Linked DNA regions of Sus scrofa: region 1 is linked to region 2. The links are chromatin contacts, called in public HiChIP or PLAC-seq maps. All regions are on one chromosome and are shown on one strand. The core of a region is the stretch at or near the end of the contact, and the rest is flanking DNA. Distances in the headings are between cores, read along the strand shown. Region 1 overlaps CUX1 (protein CASP). Region 2 overlaps CUX1 (protein CASP).

Evidence for each region. HiChIP or PLAC-seq counts read pairs in DNA pulled down with a chosen protein or histone mark.
Region 1: an H3K27ac HiChIP or PLAC-seq map of alveolar macrophages shows a contact between it and region 2. The contact joins two enhancer-like sites. A contact is called at or near these places in 2 of 2 datasets of contacts at active chromatin or transcription factors (alveolar macrophages and skeletal muscle).

Annotation. Positions count from the first base shown.
Region 1 is chr3:9,609,757-9,613,515 of Sscrofa11.1, forward strand. All of the region lies in intron 14 of CUX1 (protein CASP), which reads left to right. Among named protein-coding and RNA genes, the nearest start is that of SH2B2, 59 kb to the right of the region's middle. Within about 2 kb of position 2,430, at least 10 of the 83 cell types and tissues checked have an H3K27ac peak or open chromatin away from gene starts, as enhancers often do. A contact at or near this core is called in alveolar macrophages, where this site is marked.
Region 2 is chr3:9,343,461-9,347,170 of Sscrofa11.1, forward strand. All of the region lies in intron 1 of CUX1 (protein CASP), which reads left to right. Among named protein-coding and RNA genes, the nearest start is that of CUX1, 28 kb to the left of the region's middle. Within about 2 kb of position 2,276, at least 40 of the 83 cell types and tissues checked have an H3K27ac peak or open chromatin away from gene starts, as enhancers often do. A contact at or near this core is called in alveolar macrophages, where this site is marked.

The sequences.
Region 1 (3,759 bases), core at 1,180-3,679, 270 kb after region 2:
CTCTCTCGAAACACCCGTGTTATGAATCAGCAGTAAGGAAGCCATCAGGAGAAGTGATGACTGTGGCGATTGTGGGGAAAAACAGGAAAGCATCTCTTATCTTCTAGGAAAATATAAAATGATTTTTTTTTCTTTTTAGGGCCACACCCATGGCACATGGAAGTTTCCAGGCTAGGGGTCAAAGCGGCGCTGTAGCCGCCGGCCTGCCGCACAGCCACAGCAACCCCGGATCCTTAACCCACTAAGCGTGGCCAGGGATCGAACCTGTGTCCTCATGGCTATCGGTCAGATTTGTTTCTGTTGAGCCACGATGGGAACTCCTGGAAAATAGACATTTTTTAAAATACCGTGATGGTGGTATCTAAACGAAAAATGTTTCTCTGGATCAGGAAAGACTAGAAAGTGCCTGTCAAAATGAAAAGAAAGACGATCATATAGTGGCAAGATTGTGGGCGGTAGTTTTCCTTGTTTGAAATTTCTTTACTACCAGTGTTTTCCTTTCAAGAGGGTTTCTAAAAATTAAAGTAGCTGTGCCTTTCAGTATGTGGAATTTAGATTTGAGAATTAGAGTTCTCTTATAATGATGAGTGTCGGTTAAGTCGTTGGGATGAGTGACTCTGGAAGACTCCAGAATCTTCTTGGGCAGCTTAAAAAATCAGCGTCTCTGAGGAAGCGTTCAGCACTGCTCCCCCAAAGGCAGGTTCGCACACCTCTGGCCTGGAATTTCTCCAGGATTCTGATTCCCTGCTCTCTCCGTGGTGACCAAGAGGCCCCCAGACCCAAAAGGATGTTCTGTCCTTGGCGCCAGGAGGCCTCTGCCGAGGGCAGCTCAGCACGGTGGAGCCAGATGGCTGCAGGGAGGTAATTCTAACCCTGGGCTGGTCTGTCGCTGAGCATTGATGGGGAGCCCTCGGCGTTTGAGATTTCAGGCTACCGAACCGACCTGGCCATGGGTTTCGCCTCCCAGGTGGAAGGGCCATGGGAGACCCGCCCTCCGGCCACAGCCCAGGTCTGAGCAGAGATGGCGCGGCTCCCATGCCTGGCTCTGCCCGTAGTTACCATGGCGATGAGGTGCCCTGGGAGTGGAGGGCCTCGCTCATCTAAACAGCAAACTGCTGACACGGGAATGTTTTCCTCACTGAGGATTCCTGTCGGCCTCTCTCTGCCCAGCTCTGCTGCCCTCGCCATCTCCGTTTTCCCTAAGATCGGTATCTCAGACTTGCCCATGGGTTTTACGGTAAAGGAGAGAGAGAGGCTGCAGGGTCTAGTGCGTCTTCGTTTTTTTTCCTCCCGGAGGATGTCACCGTTTCTAAATGCTCCTTTGATGATCCCAGCATTGGGGTGAATGGGCTTGGACATGGGGGGACATCCGTGCTGTTTTCAGCAAGTGACCCATGCTGATTTTGGAAGCTATTGATGCCTCGATGAAGAGTAAGGAGAACAGAGGGGGAGTGATTTTAAAAAAAGAAAGAGAGAGAGAGAGAGAAAGAAAGAGAAAGAAAGAAAGAGAAGAGAGAGAAAAAGAAAAAGCAAAAACGGTTTGCAAAGGACAGGACTTCAGAGCAGTTACCTGCTCCTCTGTTCCCTGTAGTCCGGTTTCCCACCAGCAGTTCTGAGCTGGCGTCTCGGGCTGCCTTTGCCCTAATGCAGCAGGCCTGTCTGAAGGCGGAGGCGCAGGGGTGCTTTGGGCTCGGTTTTCGGGGTCTCCCTTTCGTCTGTCTCCCATCCCAGCTCTTATCCATTAGTGGCCCCACACTGCTGACTGTAGCAACACGCCAGGCGCAGGGGGCGCGCTCTCAGAAGAAGGGAGGGGCCCCATCAGCCTGGTTTTCTTCGAGTGTGGCCCCCAGTGTTTGCTTATCGGTTAGCAGGGCTGTTGTGGGATTTTGTTGTCGTTTGGTTGGTTGGTTGGTTTTTGGTTTTGGTTTTGGTTTTTTGGCCGCACCTGTGGTACGTGGAGTCTTCCAGGGCAGGAATTGAACTCAAGCCATAGCTGGATCCTCTACCCGCAAAGCCACCAGGGAATTCCGACAGGGTTTTTTAAAAGGAAGAAAACCATGAGATGGAATGAAGGGGTGTGTGTCTGTGGGTAGGTAGGTACATAGATATGATCTGAGATTGGATTTTTTTTTTTCCTTTTCATTCCTTAAAGCTCATTTCTTATTCATGGCTCCTTGGTGTGATTAATCTATTTGCCCCAAGGGAAAGGAGACAGGAGACGACTCTCAAAGGGGGAGAAGGAAAGAGGAAGGAACAAATTTTCCTGGATGCGACTTAGTCATTGCATTAGGGAGAACGCAGAGAGGAGTCACCCGCCACCCACACCCACCGACTCAGCCTTGTGACTTTGTGCTGGGGGAGTGTTTCGTTGCAGTAGCTAACAAGCTTCCCTGCCAGCTGTACTAAGGGAGAGGCTGGCCTGGCCTCTTCGGATTAATTATAAAGTACCCAGCTTTTTCCCAGCGTGTCAGGCAGGAACTGTGGCTTCCAAGTCTCCGCCCATGGAGAATTCCATGGCTCCACGTCGCTGTTCTCACACAGCAGAGCACCAGTTGCCTCTCGAGAAGGCGGCAGCTGTTAGTCCATCTCTAACGTGGGTGGTCCCGTGTGACCCTCCCTGACACGGGGACCACAGGGTAACAGGCTGTATGTGGCCGTACGCAGCCCCCTCCCCGCCCCCAGTAGGGACAGGCCAGCTTTCCTTCTTGACCTGCGTAATGGCTCCGCTTGGTACCCACGGACCGACCCGGAGGACGTGTTTACCGTTTCAGCGCTTTGAACTCAGCAATAGGACCCTGATGCAGCTTCCTTGAATAAGCAGTCAGTTCCTCAATTCTAATGACTAAGTCAGGGAGGGGCAGTGGGATAACACATTAAGAGGAAAAGGAAAGGGCTTAGCTGTACCCCCAGAAGATTCCATGGCGCCGTCTCAAGCAGGCAAGACGCTTCATTCATTGCCCTAGACTCGGTCTGATCTGCTTTGTTTTGTTTTTCTTTCTTTCTTCTTTTTTCTTTTTCCCCCGCTTCTCTTTCATGGAAATAAATCAGGAAAGTAACTGTTGATGCTCTCTAAAAAGAATTATCCTTGGGAGTACCCTGGTGGCCTAGCAGGTTGAAGATCCGACCTTGTCACTGCTGTGTCTTGGGCTGCTGCTGTGGCACAGGTTTGATCCCCCCTGGTGGAGCCATAAAAAAATATATATATATATTCTTACCCTCATTTATTTTGAATAGCTGAAAAGATTCATATATACATAACTGATTTATACATGGCCATAGACAACAGCAGAAACAAAAGAGAATTCTGGATGTGTCCTCCCTAAGCAGGGGCCACTGCTCTTTTTTCCTGGGGCTGAGCTTCCTGCACCCACTCACTGACTATGAAGTTGGCCGCAAGAGGAACCAAGTGCCCATTCATTTCTCTTTCTTGAGTGGACCCTGCATGAGGGCATTTTACTTTCATCCAGATAAAGGAATCCTCTGTTCTAAGATCAGAAAAGACAGGTTTCTGGGATCAGGCACAACCCACCTTACTGTCGTCTGTCACGTGGTACGTATGTGCTCAGGCCCATGGCGGGGGGTGGGGTGGGGCGTAGTGCTGAGGGCGCCCCAAGGGGGAAGCTGGGCCTTGAAGGGCAAAGGGGTCGGGGAGAAGGACATTCCCGGGGGAAAGCTCTGTGTGGGCAGAGGTTCATTGATGGGTGAGGACATGGTATGTGTGTGGAAGCTTTGGGAAATAGTGAAAATATTAGAAGCCCC
Region 2 (3,710 bases), core at 1,026-3,525:
TAAAATAATGTGCCTTTATCACAGACGTCCCTGTGCTTAAATGCTCCACTATTTACTCTTGCTTGGGTTTGAGCCTTATCAAGAAGCAGCGTCATCCTTCTGCAGGTAGCAGCCTGGAACTTGCTTTTTGGCCTTATCCTGGAATGGACGTTTGTCTGTGATGTAGTAAATGTGGTCTTCCTTTTCTCCAATGTTTTTAACCCAATTTTGCGAATAGACCTGAATTTATTTACGCTTTCTCCTCTTGGTTGGTCTCTACTCCTTTTTTCGGTCTTTGTTTTGGTCTCAGTTTCCTCAAACGTCTGGTGCCATTTCATCATCTGCCTCTGCAAAGAGCAAGGCACTAAGATGCTTATGGAGGAAGCTCGTGTGGGTGGGGGTGAGGGTGGGGGGGTGGGGTGGGGGGGGTGGTCTTGCGGGCAGCCGACTGGTGGCCCTCAGTGTGAGTGATCAGCCCAGGTGTTCTGCTGGGGGGAGCCCCCCACGTGTCAGAGCCTGTGCCCACTTTCTCCTGAGAAGGCCCTGGTTCCCTGCCCTGAGGGGTGGTTGAGGCTGGAAGTCTGAAGGCCTGTCTTGAGGCCAAGCTGTGAGCTTTCTCTGGTCTGTTAAGGCTACTGTGCCTAGTTCAGCGGCTAGAAGGCTTCTAAGCGTTGGTGGGCTTCTGTTTTGCTCCCCCTTCCTGGAAGCCTAGACCTTACTGTGCCCGAGGGAGCAGAGGTAACTTGGGTGTCAAGCTGCCAGTTTGAGGCTGGAAGTCACACATTTCCAAGATCCCAAATGTAACGTACACGGGAAGGCTTTACGTCTCTGGCGACACTGGTTTTCTAGGAGACACGTCTGTTTTGTCTTTCACAGCAGTCTTTTGGGGGCTCCTTCCAGCCAGGCTGGGACCTGGGAGGAACATGTTGGGAATTGTCTTCAGAGAGGCTTTTCCTGAAACGCCTCAGACACTGGCCTCATAGTGCAGGGGCCTTGGTTGTGACAGAAAGAAGGGAGGTGTGTGGGCTTTGGAGCCTGAGGCCTGGTACTAGGTGGTAAAAGATGGGACCTTCTTAACTGGGTTATTAAAAAACACAAAGAAGGGAGTTCCCATCGTGGCTCAGTGGTTAACGAATCCAATAGGAACCATGAGGTTGCGGGTTCGATCCCTGGCCTCGCTCAGTGGGTTCAGGATCCGGCATTGCCGTGAGCTGTGGTGTGGATCGCAGATGTGACTTGGATCTGGCGTTGCTGTGGCTCTGGCTGTGGTGTAGGCCGGCGGCTACAGCTCCGATTCAACCCCTAGCCTGGGAGCCTCCATATGCTGCGGGTGCGGCGCTAGAAAAGGCAAAAAAAAAAAAAAAAAAAAAAAAAGCCCACAAAGAGGGAGAATCTGTGAAGTGCTGCTCTGTAAATGGGAGCTCCTAACCATGGTGTCCTTGGGGGACTAAGGTATGGCAGCCCCAGCTCGTGTCCACGTGGCACCTCGTTCTCAGCCGAGGCTTGTCACACTCAGGGACTAGAACGGCCTCAGCCTGGCTCTGCTGATCTCCTGCCCTGGTCCCCCCAACCCCATTATTCTCGACTCTCGCCTGTAATCGTCCCCAACACATGGACGCCCCGCTTCCTGCCTCAGATCTCCTCTCCCCCTTTCGCAGGGTGGGACCCTGTCCCTTGGAGCCCCCGGCTCAGCCCCTGCCTCCCTAAGAAGCCCTTTCTGCCCTCCGGGCCCCAGCAGCCCGGTCTCCTCGGCAACCCCTTATTCCTCTGCGGTGATCCTGAACCCCCTTCGTCTGGCCCGGTGGCCTTGCCTGCCAGGGGCCGCCTAGGGGGCTGTGGATTCTTTCTCGGCAGCGTCTCAGGTCTCCTCGGATGACGGAGAGGAGGCTTGGCGAGAGGTAGTGTTTTACCTCAGTGTGCAGGTGGCACAGTGGGCGTGTCCCAATTTAAGTCACGGCGCTCAGTCTGGTACTTCGTGTGCTCCCCCTGCGTAAAGAGACCCCCGAGGTCAGCTGCAAGCGTGCCAGTCGCCACCAGTCTTAAGTCCTTGGGATACGCACCCATCAGAAGGTTAGTGCTCCGTGGCAGCTTGTTCCTCTCATCGGAGCTGCGTCTTCATCCGCGCTCTCTGAGCTCCGTCGTCGCTGGTCCGAGCCAGTGTTCTCCACTCCCCCAGCGAGGGCCCTAAACACGGGCCGGTCGGGGAGTCGCCTGGGTCTGCAAAGGGAGGGGACGTCACAGAGCGATGACGCGGGCGGACAGACCTCACCGCCTCTGGCTGGAAACCCTTCCAGGGCTGGGCCTCTCCCACCGGACAGACGCAGCCACACAACCTGTTTCCTGCAGGCCCAGGGAACGCTTCCTCCTTGCGGTCGCTGGCTTCCAAAGCGGCCCCACTTCAACTGCCTCTCCGGCGTGGGGACGTTGGGGCGGCGGGGGGGCCCTGCCGCGGGGCCACTGCCGGGGCGCTTGAGGAAGCGCCTAGGGACCTCTCTTCTCCCGGTTCCCTCTTCATCCTTAAACCGAAACTGCTTTCTTGCAGCCAGAAGAATCCTGTGACCCCTCCGCATCCTCCTTGACCTCCTGGTGTCCCCTCGCTCTGGGGCTGCCGCCTCCTTGGCTCCCCCACGTGCAGCCCACGGGCCCCTGGGTGTTCGGACCTGCCCGCCCCCCCCAGCAGCCTCCTCCTCCATCCTCTCCCTTCTGCCTCTGCAGGCCTGCTCGGCTCAAGTTCCTGTTTCTGTTTGAATGAAGCCCTTCCGACCCCCTCCAGCGGGTGGAATCTGTCCTTCTCTGACCCCTGGGGCACTCCGGGGCTGCCCTATATTTCTGCCCTGGCCGCACCCAGGACGACTGTCCTCTGGGTCTTTGTTTTGTGCAGGGGGGTCAGCTTCTCTGCGCAGGGGCTGTGCTTGCCTCGGGCCTCGGCACCTCCCACGGTGCCACGCATAGAATAGGCACCGCATTCAATAAATGTCATAGTTTTGAAATACCTCTTGAAATAAAAAGAAATGCTTTTTTTTTTTTCCAGGAGTCAAAATGCATGGCTTTCATCCACTTTCAACACATAAAAGATGTTTTCAACACAGAAAGGCCTTTCACCGCTCTTACTTAATAGTCGGCTTTTGGAATGATGTGGACTAGAATGAAAGATGAACGCCTCTGAAATCAGCTGTTTTGAATTAAATAAAGCAGCGTGAGGTTGGAATCAGGTGAAGCAGGAGGCTGGGACTTAACCAGTGGCGGATGGATGTGCTGGGCGCAGAGGGCCTGGTCTCCCCACGCCGGAGGTGGGAGGGGCTGACCCAGCTCCTCCGGCCCCACTCGGCCCGGCCGACTAGGCTGTCCCCCCATTACCAGGAACGACATAGCCCTCCTGTGGCTTCGCAGAATTGCAGGGAGGCTTCAGAATTGCTCCTTTTGTTTTTGGATTTTTGGGGGGCGGGGGAACGGGGCAGGGTTTTTCCCCCTTAGCTGTTCCTGGTGATTTTTGGAGATCGGTCATCAGTAAGGATGCCGAGGCCAGGGGCGGGGTGTCTGGCTGCGGGAGCCGGCGTGGAGGCCCTCGCGGCTCTGTGGAGTCCGCCTGCGTGTTGGGCGAATTGTGCATCCGCGTCTGTGCCCTCAGTTTTCCTGCCTGCTCCACCTCGAGCACGGTGGCTAGGGTGCGCTGTGTCTAGCAGCCAGCTGTGCAGTGTCTGTACGACTAGCCGTCCACGTGCAAACTGACG